2 separate regions of the Sus scrofa genome follow, and region 1 is linked to region 2. The links are chromatin contacts, called in public promoter capture Hi-C maps. All regions are on one chromosome and are shown on one strand. Each heading gives the region's core, a stretch centred on a gene start, on an enhancer-like site or on the middle of the called end of the contact. The rest is flanking DNA. Distances are from core to core; before and after follow the strand shown.

What was found. Promoter capture Hi-C pulls out the DNA fragments that hold promoters and counts their contacts.
Region 1: a contact with region 2 is called in a promoter capture Hi-C map of liver, with 3 times the contacts expected there. The contact joins the enhancer-like site here to the promoter of ATP6V1H in region 2.

What each region holds. Positions count from the first base shown.
Region 1 is chr4:77,037,871-77,044,475 of Sscrofa11.1, reverse strand. No RefSeq gene overlaps it. Among named protein-coding and RNA genes, the nearest start is that of MRPL15, 35 kb to the left of the region's middle. Within about 2 kb of position 4,100, at least 11 of the 83 cell types and tissues checked have an H3K27ac peak or open chromatin away from gene starts, as enhancers often do. A contact at or near this core is called in liver, where this site is marked.
Region 2 is chr4:77,207,232-77,213,602 of Sscrofa11.1, reverse strand. ATP6V1H (ATPase H+ transporting V1 subunit H) reads right to left here and starts at 2,038. Exons shown (of 14, transcript NM_214240.1): 1 at 1,864-2,038; 2 at 350-497. The coding sequence starts at 462.

The DNA.
Region 1 (6,605 bases), core at 2,851-5,350, 170 kb after region 2:
GCCTGTGGAGCCCTCCCGCCTTGTCATTTCTCTGTCCCTCTCTGTGGGCAATGTCTCCTGTGATGGGGAACATCTAGTTGGAAAAGGCGGTGAGGAATCTGGCCCCGTTTTTGGCTGAAGTGGTCAGTGCCATGACCTCATCTCTGAAGGCCTGTCAGGTCAGTCTGAACCCACTGGGCAGCGTTGTTACAGCTGGTAGAGGGCCCAGACCTCCTCCTGGGCCTGGGTTAATGCCTCGGGACACTTTAAAAGGGTAATACAGAGGAGTTCCCATCATGGCTCAGGGGTTAACCAACCCAACTAGTATCCACGAGGACACGGGTTCGATCCCTGGCCTCTCTCAGTGGGTTAAGGATCCAATGTTGCCGTGAGCCGTGGTGTAAGTCGCAGACATGGCTTGGATCCTGTTGCTGTGGCTGTGGTGTAGGCTGGCAGCTACAGCTCTGATTCAGCCTGTAGCCTGGGAACCTCCATATGCTGCAGGTACAGCCCTAAAAAGACAAAAAAAAAAAAAAAAAAAAAAAAAAAAAGGATCGATATAGAAAGTTAAGGCGAAATCCACTTGGATTTCCCTGGTGTTTTGTGGGATTTGTTCAGCTGGCTGGGCTCAGGACATGGGAGGCTGGTTGGGGTCTGTCCTGCCCTGCATGCTGGCCTCGCCCTGCTGCTCCAAGTCTTGTAGGCATTGGCCATAACGCAGTGCCACGGGAGACTGATACAGGGTTGGTTCCAGCCTCTGCAGGTCAGATAAATTGGAGGATATGACAGAGAGGTGTATTTATGTTTGTAGGGAAGTCTACTAGAAACCCAGATGCCTGGAGTTCCCGTCGTGGCTCAACAGAAATGAATCTGACTAGCATCCATGAGGACGCAGGTTCTATCCCTGACCTCATTCAGTGGGTTAAGAATCCGGCATTGCTGTGAGCTGTGGCTACAGCTCCAATTCCACCCCTAGCCTGGGAACTTCCATATGCCACCGGTGTGGCCCCAAAAGGACAAAAAACAAACAAACAAACAAAAAAACCCCAAACCTAGATGCTGCAGAAATATTGTGTGGAAATAATTCTCCTGAGTTCCTGCAGATCACACAAGCACAAGTAGTGACTTCTATGCTTTACTCTGAGTAACAGTGAGAAGCTGCTGGAAGGTTTAGATGTGATCAGATTTATGACTTAAGGGATTGACTCTGGCACCAGCCCTGAGAAATGTCTGAGGAGGACAAAGGAGGCCAGGTGGGCCTTTAGGGGCTCAGCCTCGGGGCGGAGTGCGCTTGTCACTAGGTAGCTGGACTATGTATTGGAGATGGAACCGACAGAATTCGTCGGGGGTTGGATGGGAGTGTTGGAACACCCTATCCTACAGGGTGTTCCAAGCGCTCAGCGCTGTGGCGACTGTGCTGGGCCAGCTGCTCTAAATGCTCAGAAACCACAGCCGCTCTGGACTCGCGTGTCTCCTGTGCCTGGCGCCCTGCCCCCGCTGTTTGGTAAGCTGAGGTGTCGCCTTCCTGATGCCCTCAGTCAGGCTTAGGTGCCTCCCCTCTGCATGCATCTGCTTGTGGCCAATCCCCTCGGGCTTGTACTGCCCCCACTGGCTTCTGTCCCCTGCAGACTCTGCTGGTGACAGCGTCCCTCCCGTGTTCATTACTGGCCCCTCTGTACCCGGGACGGAGTCTGCGCCAAGGCCAGCATTCAGCCCAGGTCCGATGACTGTTAGTAACAGCTGAATAGTAATAATCTGTCATGGGGAAAAGGGTAGCTCCTTTATCTCAAGAATGGAGTCTGGGGTTCATGCACAGGGGTTCCACTTACATGGAAAAACCACGGACAGGGAGTTTCCTGGTGGCCTATTGGTTAAGGATCTGCCAATGTCACTGCCGTGGCTCGGGTTGCTGCCGTGGCGTGGGTTCAATCCCTGGCCAAGGAATTTCTGCATGCTGCAGACGCGGCAAAAAAAAGAGAGAGAGAAGCCAGGGGCAGACAGCTCTTAACCATGCTGCCTGTGGGCGGTAGCCAAAGCCCCATGGATGTTTGGGTATTAATTTTTATCTAAAAAGTATTTGAATAAAGTGTTGTGTATCTTCATTACTGTTTTTTGGTGCCTTACCCCCCTCACGGGGGCCCTGCAGGAGAGGGGGGTCGGTGATAGGGAGGTGACGTGGGGGTGAGTTTAGGGCTGATGATCTTATGTGTTACATGGTGACTTTTGAAGAGTCTTGAAAGCCCCAAGCTGGTGTCTGCATCCGCAGGTGCTGCCACAGCAAAGCCTGGTGGCCTGAACAGTGTCACAGGAGCCATGTCTGTTCTCGTGGTTCTCAGGCTGGAGGTTGTCACCAAGATGCCCGGAGTGCTGGACTCTTCCTGGCTTGAGAAAACTGTCTTGTCTCTATGTCCACATGGCTTCTTGGGTGTGGAAGGAGAGACATCTCAGTGGTCTCTGCCTCTGCTTAATAACTTCAGTCTGGAATTCCCATCGCAGCCAAGTGGAAACAAATCTGCCTAGCATCCATGAGGACGTGGGTTTGATACCCGGCCTCGCTAGTGGGTCAAGGATCCAGCATTACCGTGAGCTGTGGTGTAGGTCACAGAGGTGGCTGGGATCCCATGTTGCTGTGGCTGTGGCTGTGATGTAGGCTGGCAGCTCCAGCTCCCATCTGACCCCTAGCCTGGGAACCTCCATATGCCACGGGTGTGACCCTAAAAAAAAAAAAGAAGTACTTCAGTCCACACCATCATGACCTCATGGAACCTTAAATACGTCCTAAAAGACCATCTCCTGATACAGTCACAGGGGGTGAGCTCCCATGGAACCTCGGAGGACACAGTTTGGTCAGTGGGGATCCTGCTTCCATTCTGATCCTGCTGCCAGAGGGGCAGCTTGGTGCCAGAGATGGGCGGGCCAGGGCGTGGCTCCTCTGCCATTAGCTGTGTGATCTTGGGCCCGTCACCCTCTCTGAACCTCAGCTCTCCCATCTCTGAAATTAGTTACTGTTTCTTATCTCACAGGAAAATCGCGAGGCTTATCTGCTAATATACATACTGATGTAAAGATCTTGAACGTAATTCTAAGTATGTTAGGTCTCTTCCCTTTGGCAACCAACCGGAACTCGGGATGAGAAGCTGGTGTCTTTTAAGTTAAGAGGCGGGTCTGCCCGGAGGCTGGACGGCGGCCTGACACACGGACTGGCTACTCCTTTTCTGAGTTTCCGGGGCTTTCCGCCCTCATCCCGCAGACCCCGAGCAGGCGTCCCAGATCCCACCACTCTCCTAGGGCCCCAGAGGAAACGTTCACGGGCTGCAGCCACGGAGGGAAAAGTGCTGAGTCATGACTTGGTTTCCTTCGGATTCTGAGTGGTTCTTATCATGTTCTGCAGGAAGCGCCAGCACTCCCAGCTATTAATAATAATGATGAAATGTCGTTTCGGACCAAATCCGGGTGGCGGTGGAGGGTCACCTGTCGGGCTAACCTCCCCGTCTATCAGTCCAGGAAGGAAGGGACCTGTCCGAAGACAAGCTGCGCCGATAGCCAAGTGCTGGCCCAGAGGCCCAGGGCTTCCCACAGCCCAGTGACAGGAGGCTCCCGGAGGTCGCGGCCGGCTGGAAGTGTGGATGTTGTCATTGGCCAGTTTTCTCAACCGTTTCCAAGATCCCTTCGAGGGCAGAGAGCCAGATAAAGAAACAGTATCCATGGCCCTCCAGAGCCTGAGATGGTGACCCCTTCCTACTGCAGGACAAAACGTTGTTCAATCAGTAGGGAGCTCTGCTCTCACCCTCCCAAGGTGGCGAAGGTTTTCTAGCCCTGAATCCACCTGGCCCCCTTTTCCGTTGAAGCCTGGGATTTCACGGATGCAAACCCTTCCCTTCCTGCTCCCCCCCACATCCCCTCGACGGGCCTGACCAGGGTTGACAAGTGGGGAAGAGTCTGAGATAACGATTTCTGCTTGGAGCCTAGAACTTTCCAGAAACCGTGGTCACCAGAGTGAATCACCAGAGAGACTCTGATTCTGTTTTCTCTCTCAAAGAGGGAAGGATAGTTCTGGCCCAGCCCTCGGTGACTAGGTTGTGGGTGGAAAAATGAGCTTCTAAACCTGTTCATGCCGACAGTTGCCTGAGAAAACCTAGTCACTGGGGGCAGGGCCATAGCTGTCCTTCCCCACCACCCGTGGGGACAACCTCACTCAAGTGGTGGGCTAGATATTTGCTGTCATTGCCCAACAGATTCAGACCGACTGACCTAAGAGAAAGTTCCTTTCCACTCTTTTTGGGCCTTTGCCCTTATCAAATTCATACTCAAGAAGATTCTGCAACAGAATTTAATTTCCAGCCTTGAGACCGGGTTGATGATTAACTCGAGGAATCCAGGAAGGACCTCTGTTGCAATGGGTTACCACGCAGAGGAGCCAGGCTTACTAGAGCAGAGAACCTGCCACGCTTGGCACCCACACCTGCAACGCTCACTACGGTCCTGAGAGCCTTAGGTGGATCTTTAACTTTAAACTAAAAGCAGTTAAGGTGACAGAGGCAGTTCCTTGGTGACCAGCTCCATGCGGCTTTGCAGTTGCTGTGTGAGGCCGGCAGACTCAGAATGATTCCCTGGTCATGGAAAGTTCCCCGGACACCGATGGTTGGGCTGTTTCATCACTGATGTCAGATGAAACCCCGAGGAGGGGACCCTGCCCCCGTGGTGCAGGGCAGCACATGCTGTGTCACTCGCCACTGGGGTGGCTGCAGAGCAGATTCCCAACTTCCTAAAGAGAAGTGTTAGGAAGGAATCTCATTCTCGGCGTGTCTATCTGACAGTTTTACAAGTCCTCTCTCTTTCTCCCTCTGTGATCAGCAGTGTGGAGCGTCCACCTTTCCTGGGCAGAAAGGGGAGGAAGCCCCCCTCACTCGAGCTCCGATTCCCAGTGGTCTGCAAAAAATCCCGCACACCCCCCCAGGGCTCCTGGGCTCCCCCGCCACTCCCTCAGGCTTCGGGGTCTCCCTCACCACCCCCAGGCCTCCCAGACTCCCCCACCCCAACCCTCAGACTCCCCCACCCCAACCCTCAGCCTCCCCATGCAGAGGCAGCCCTGAACCCCATCACCCAGTGGAGACAGACCCTGGCTCCCATGCTGTCACCGCTTAGCTCAGTGACTCTGGCAAGTGACCTTTCCTCCTGGAAGCAAAACTTTTGGTTTTGTTTTCTTTAATTTGCACAAATGCAGGCAAGAGATCCCCTTGGCAGGACCGAGGTAAGATGTGAAGGAGGTGGCACATGGGGTGCCTCTGCACAGGTGGGGGCTGCGGGAGCAGCGGCTTCACCAACCCAAGGGCTTCCGGGGACATGGTGGTTTTCTTTCTGCTGTGAAGCAGTGGGAGCCCCACAGCTACCTTGCTGTCCGGGCTGGGTCTGTCTGAAGGTCTGTGGGAACAGCATCGGAGTCCCTGTGTTTCTACGACCACCCCCATCCTGCCCCCACACCCGCCTCGTTGATCATCCACCCGACACTGTCCGCCTCCCCCACTCCTCCCTCGATGACAGAACCCAGATTTTGCTTCAGTGCTTAGTGTCCAGGGCTCCCTCTCCAGCCTAGGACATTGCATCTTGACTTGTCCAAACACCAGGTTAATATTATTTGTCTTGCCGGTGACATAATTCTGAGAAGTGAGACACGGGGTGGTGGGGTCCCAGGATGACTTTCTGCCCGTGAAAATAAGGAAAGACAAATGGGGACACTGGGTCCTGAGCTTCCACTGCGTATGCATGTGTAATGGCCTGAGCTATTGGGCGGGAGGGGACCAGCTGGAGGGCGAGGCCAGAGGGACTGCACAGCAGAGGGGAGAGGAGAGACCCCTAGTCAGGGTGACACTCTGTTCCATGAGCCATTCCCAGTCACTCACTTTCTAGACTTTTTCATTTTGTTTGTTAAACCAGATTAAAAGTTCGAATTTTCTTTTCTTTTTTTTTTTTTTTTTAATTTTCCCACTGTACAGCAAGGGGGTCAGGTTATCCTTACATGTATACATTACAATTACAGTTTTTCCCCCACCCTTTCTTCTGTTGCAACATGAGTATCTAGACATAGTTCTCAATGCTATTCAGCAGGATCTCTTTGTAAATCTATTCTAAGTTGTGTCTGATAAGCCCAAGTTCCCGATCCCTCCCACTCCCTCCCCCTCCCATCAGGCAACCACAAGTCTCTTCTCCAAGTCCATGATTTTCTTTTCTGAGATGTTCATTTGTGCTGGATATTAGATTCCAGTTATAAGTGATATCATGTGGTATTTGTCTTTGTCTCTCTGACTCATTTCACTCAGTATGAGATTCTCTAGTTCCATCCATGTTGCTGCAAATGGCATTTTCATCCTTTTTTATGGCTGAGTAGTATTCCATTGTGTATATATACCACATCTTCCGAATCCAATCCTCTGTCGATGGACATTTGGGTTGTTTCCATGTCCTGGCTATTGTGAATAGTGCTGCAATGAACATGTGGGTGCACGTGTCTCTTTTAAGTAGAGTTTTGTCTGGATAGATGCCCAAGAGTGGGATTGTGGGGTCATATGGAAGTTCTATGTATAGATTTCAAAGGTATCTCCAAACTGTTCTCCATAGTGGCTGTACCA
Region 2 (6,371 bases), core at 789-3,288:
AAGGCACCCTAACCGGGTCAGGCAGCCTCTAGCACCACCCCCTCCCCCCTCCATAGTGCATGAACACTCTTCCTGCGTTTCCCACTCCTCCAACTTTCCAGAAAGTACAACCTTCCAGACAGAGAAGGTCAAAAGTACTGTGAGCAGCGTCACCTCCCCACCAGAGCCCCAAGCTGCTTCCACCGCACTACGCAGTTTTCCTTAGAACAGCTAATTATTCTCAGGAGGAAGTGTTTTCTTCCACAATTATTAGTATTTTTCCAGTATTTCTCTCATGGAAGCATGACCATGAAACAGTCTGATGCAAAGGCACATGATCACCCATGATTCACAGCAAACGGGTACTCACTGAAGGTAGGACTGCCAGTTCACTTTGTTTGCCCGAACCTCCGCAGCCTTGGCGGCAATGATGTTGGTTGGAACGGCAGCATCCACGGCACCCCGGATATCCATTTTGGTCATCTAAATGTTATGGTCTTGAATGCTTTTCTACAGATCTTCAATTATGATGCAAGGTAAACCAGAATACCAAGTGTTATTGTTTTAACAACAACTATTACTATTATCATTATCAACCTGTCCAGGCATTCAACTCAAATATTAAATACCCTAAATATTAAATACTAATAGCATCAGATCTCAAATCTTGCCCACTTATGTATGCCCTGCTCCATAAAGTGTTCTCTATAAGTTTTCACTTTTCCAGGAAAGGGTTTTTAATTATTGGCACTAATACTGCAGCAAGATTTTTAAAGTAACTAATTAAGGTGTCGACACCACAAATCATGCTTAAATAGAAGAGGCATACAAAATAGGAAAAATATTTTAGATATATACAATTGAGATCAACTTTCCTCTTCTGACAGAGAAAAAATAAGAACCTGTACAGCACAGCTAGGACCAATTATTTTATCTACATTTGCCAAGCAGTGTTTTAAAGTGACATATGAAAAACCTACACGTCCTTTCTAACATTATTCATTCAAATTAAAATATTCCAAGTGGAAATGTAATATCTTACAGGACGGAGCTTTCTTTTTTCAATCAAAATTCATGGTGTTTTCAAAATTAATTACTGAGAGAATGTTTTGGAACAAACAGAGATTATAATTTAGACTCAGCCAACAATGAGAGTCTGGTCGGATGATAATGAACCTATCGTGATAGACTTTAAGTAATTCTCACTCCTAAACTTAAAGACAAAAGCTTAAGCCTGGTTTCATCACGACAAAAAATACAGGATACGGTTTACAAACTACAATAAGGTCATAGTTATGACCACAAAGAAGCTAAAACCACATCTCTGATTCTATTCCAGGATACCAATGACCTTAGTCTGTTTGGAACGTAATCGCCACATCTGAGGATTTGTTGTCTAATCAAACAAGGGCAATGCGGACTGGCTGGGCCCAGGTAGCAACAGACTCCGACCGGGCCAAGCTGGAACCTGGAATCAAGCGGACAGCCCCAGCGGCCCCTCCTGCAGCAGCTGAAAGGACCTCGGGTCGTCACCTAGGTCCCTGAACAACTCGAGCCCCAACGGCCAGGGCCGTGGCGCAGTCCTGGAAAAGCACACTTTTTACGCGTCCACCCTCCCTCCCCTGCCCTTCCCTGCGGGGAAGGCACGGCAGTTTCGCAAACCCCTCTGCGGCCCGGAAGGAAAGAAATCTGGGGACCCGGGGCCGGAGTGGGGTCAGGAGGACCCTGGACGGCGAGAATCAAGCACGCGCCAGGGAAGCGGAGAAACCGCGGGGTCGCCTGGCTGGGGCCGGGGCCGGGGCCGGGGTCCGGGCAGGGGCCCGGGCAGGAACGACCCAAGTGCGGCCTCACCCCGCGAACCCGCCGGGCCCTCCTCCAACGCACCCAAGGCGGCGGGGAGATACGGCAGTCCGGACAGCGGGGCCCCGCCGCGCTGGAGCGCCGAGGCAGAGCTGAGTCGGGTCTCCTGCCCGGTTGGGAGGCCGGGGCGGCGGCGAGGACGCGGCGCCAGAGAGCGAGCCTGTTTCGGAACGGAGGAGATGTCGAGGGCGGCTCACGCAGGAGAAAGCCGGAGCGGCCGCTGTGGAATGACAGGAGCGCCGGTCACGTGAGCCAAGACACGTGACCGCCCGGAAGGCGGAAGCCGGGAGGGGCCAAAACAGTCCGCGGAGCGCCCTGCGCCTGCGCTCACGACGGTGGGTCCGCAATGAGCAGGGGGCACGGCGGCCGCTGCTGGAGACTCTCAGCCGCGCTCCCGGTCTCCAGCTCCTTCACCTCAATCACATGGGCAACCTTAGTCCGTTTGCACCCTGTCAGTTACGATATTCACAGGACATGGGCCTCTTGGAGGGACTAATATTCTGCACATCACATATAGAGAGATAAAGACACCCCACTAATTTAAGGTGAGTGGTGGAGTAGAAATACAAAGAGGTCCTAATAATATCTCATGTTCCTGTTCTAAAGTAAAAATTTTGCAAGAACTCCCCCTAATATTGCACATGTTAACCTTTTAAAATCTGAGTCATGGATGCATAGATGTTCCTTATATTCTGTCTCTCCAGGGTCTTAAATATGTGTCTGTAGCCATCAGCAGTCCATCAAGGGGTGTGAGTTCGGAGAAGCAGAAACAGGCTAAACAATGAGAAAAGCAGCGAAACCCATCCAGGAACCTGACATCATAGCCACGGAGTTTCACAGGGAGGCAAAAGAAATTTCACCCTGGTGGTGACAGAGACAGACACTCCTACCAATTTCTGGTCTGTCTCTCGTGTTTGAGAATTGTTAGTAACACGAGAGAAAGTGGGGATTGTTAGCAACTAAGGAGACTGTTAGTGGCTCTGATGGCTGGGTAGCCCTTGGAACCTAGAGTCAGTTCCTGCAAATGCACTTGCACTCCAGAGGATGAAATTAAGGAGTTCCCTTGTGGCACAGTGGGTTAGAGATCCTGCATTGTCACTGCTCCGGTCACTGCTGTGACTTGGGCTCAATCCCTGGCCTGGGAACTTCTATATGCCATGAAAAAGGCCAAAAAAATAAATGAAGGTGGAGTTCCTGTTGTGGCTCAGTAGGTTAAAGAACCCCACATAGTGTCTTTGAGGATGCAGATTCAATCCCTGGCCTCGATTCTGTGTTGCCGAAAGCTGTGGCATAGATCACAGATGAGGCTTGATCTGGCGTTGCTGCCGCTGTGGCGTAGGCAGGCATCTCAGATTCGTCTCCTATGCCAGGAACTTCCGTATGCTGCAGGTGTGGCTGTAAAAAGAGAAAGAAAAAGAAGAGACCCCAGGGACAGCACTCTCCCTGGACACGCACAGGCCACACAAGGACACAGCAGGAAGGCAGGTGTGCAAGCCAGGAAGAGGGCTCTCCTCAGGGCCCCACCATGCAGCACTCAGATTTCTAGACACCAGAACTGTGAGAAAATAAATTTCTTGTTCAGCAACCCAATCCACGGTATTTTGTTCTGGCAGCCGGAGCAGATGAGTACACAGTGCAAATGAAGCCGCTCAGTCACAGCACCAGCACAAAGTATGAGCAAACATCACTGACAACAGAGAGAGACTCGAGCCCCTGTGGGCAGGTGCAAAATGCAGGGCACGTTTATTGAGTGTCCCAGGATTGCCAGGCACCCCACTTGTTTCATGGTTTCTTTGGACTTGCTCAGAGTCAAGCTCAGAAGCATAGTTATAGTCAGATAACTTCGGCAAGTGAAATAACAGGTGCATCTTCGACTACTTTGGGGACCTAGAAGAGGAAGCCAAGACTGCCCATCACAGGAGATGGGGGCATTTAAGGCCAACACGGGCACTAATCCCAAATAAGACAGGCATGTCGGGAAACAGGCAGAGGGCCTCCCAGGCAAGAGGGTGTGGAGCCCAAGGTTGTCAAGCATCACACACTGTGAGTGCAGAATTCTGCCACAAAGCCGATTTTCTTCATCATTATACACTACACAGTGTATCACTTGAATCATTTCTAATCATTTCTCCATCATTTTGATTTAGGATTAAATTTAAATGAGGACTACGTTGCTACCTGTAGAGGGCAGTCATAACAAACCTGGACACTCTGAGTCAAAGGCTCTTTCTGGATGAGAGCACTAAGGGTCTGTGGATAAACTGCCCATCCACAGCACAGATAATCCTTTTGCTTTGACTGGTGTAACTGCAGGAAGCACTGATCTGATCAAGGACCCAGCACCGGCCAAAGGTAGAGAAACAGAGTGGACCCGGGACTGGTGTTAAAATCAGGCCTCTGGACTCATTTGGAGCCTTTCTTGTAAAAACATGCCCAGGCTTTCCCAAGACAACCAGGAGTGCCTGCAGAAGCACTCCTCCAGGCCATCTATGTGGATGCACTCTCTGCCCCCGCCCGGGGCTGCGGAACATCACACCAGCCTTCACCAAATGGTGAAAAATGAAGGAGGCACCACGGCCATGCACGATGTCAAGGTAAGACCTGACTTTTCTTTTGTTTTATTTGGGCCGCGCCCACAGCATGTGGAAGTTCCTGGGCCAGGGACTGAACCCGAGCCACAGCAGCAATCCAAGCTGCTACAGTGACAATGCCAGACCCTTTTTTTTTTTTAAGTTTTATTGAAGTATAGTTGATTTAGAAGGTTGTGATCATTTCTGCTGTATGACAGTGTGATTCAGTTATACATGTACACACATCCATTCTCATTCAGATTCTTCTTTCACATAGATGATCAGAGAACATTGGGTAGAGTTCCCTGTGCTGTACAGCAGGTCCCTGTTGGCCAGTCATTCTTTATACCTGAGTGTGCATACAGTAGTCCCACCCTGCAGTTGACAATGCCAGATCCTTAACCTGCTGCACCACACAGGATCTCCCTTTTTGGTTGTTTTTTGTTTTTGTTTTTGTTTTTCTGTGACTTTTCTTGACAAGCAAAGGCTTTATCCAGAAAGAATATAAAATTGCAAGCAAACTTTAGCACTGTTTCTCACTTTATCTTATTGATGATTTATTGACAGAAGCTCCCAGTGTGGCTCAGCGGGTTACAAACCCAACTAGTATCCATGAGGATGCAGGTTCAATCCATGGCCTGGATCAGTGGATTAAGGATCTGGTGTTGCCACAAGCTATGGTGTAGGTCTCAGCTTCAGCTCCAATTAGACCCCTACCCTGGAAACCTTCATATGCCGAGGGTGTGGCTGGCAAGCAAGCAAGGAAGAAAGAGAAAGAAGGAAGGGAGGAAGGGAGGAAGGGAATGCTTTCAAATCAAACCCAAGAGAAAACTAGGACCATCCAGTTTTCTCCAACTTAAACAGCTGTCCCTTACCACGGTGAATGATTATATTTTGTTTGTTTCTGTTTCAGGAGGTAAAAAAATTTTTTTAATTGTACAGTTGTATTATTTAATTATAATTATCATAAATTCTTTGATGGAGAGGAAATCAGAATCAGATGTAAGAAGACTTCAGCATTCCAAGAATGATGTCAGATGACCCCCTTCATGGTGGATTATGCACTTATTTACTATGAGATATATTTCTTTTCCAGAGATTCCTTGTTTGTGTATCAATTTTGCAGTTATTCTGGTTTGCAGTTATTCTGAAGTTTTGATATAAAAGTCTATATGTATACGAGATTGTTTTAAATTGTGTTCTCTTAATTGCAAGTTCATCTCCAGTGTCCTGCATTTGTACCCACCTCTTCTCATGATTTCTGATTTTGGTGGTATAATCGTGCATGGATGATTTCGTATCTTTACTGCATATATACCTTTACTGGTGAGCCTCAGGAGGTAAAATTTTTAAAAACAGAAAACCTAGACATAGATTTTTGTGGCTATCGATATTAACCCTTAGGTATCTTTCTCTGACATAAAAGTTATATCCCATATAGTTATAAAAAATTATAGATTGCTTTCTACAAAATTTCTTGAGAAAAAAGTTGATAACTAACATGGGCATGTGTGGACATGAGGAGCAATGAGATGTTTTTCCTAAATTCCTAGTTTCCTGGGTGGAGTTCTACCACCCAGATAACATTATTTCCCCAGAGTGACCACTTGTTTGCTCAGTGTTGTGTCTCTCTGCGGAAAGTACAGCTTATGTCTCCAAATCCTCTTAACTATAAATAGAACCACCTCTTAAAAGGTTATTTGGTGTGGAGGAGGGATGGGTATGTGTTCACGCCGACGAATGAGGATCAGAGCTCAGAATTAAATGCTGCAAAATCACACAAAGGCAAACCTGGCTGAAGACTGTAGCGCTAGAAAATGTGTCTGCCCCAATGCTCAGGTCCTTGCAGGAATCATTGTCTATTTGCAGACTCTGCTTAATTATCTGGATCCGTCCCTTCTCCGATGTCATTTTAACTGGTTGGCACAAGGAGAAGAAAAGTTGTTTATTTTTAAGTCATGA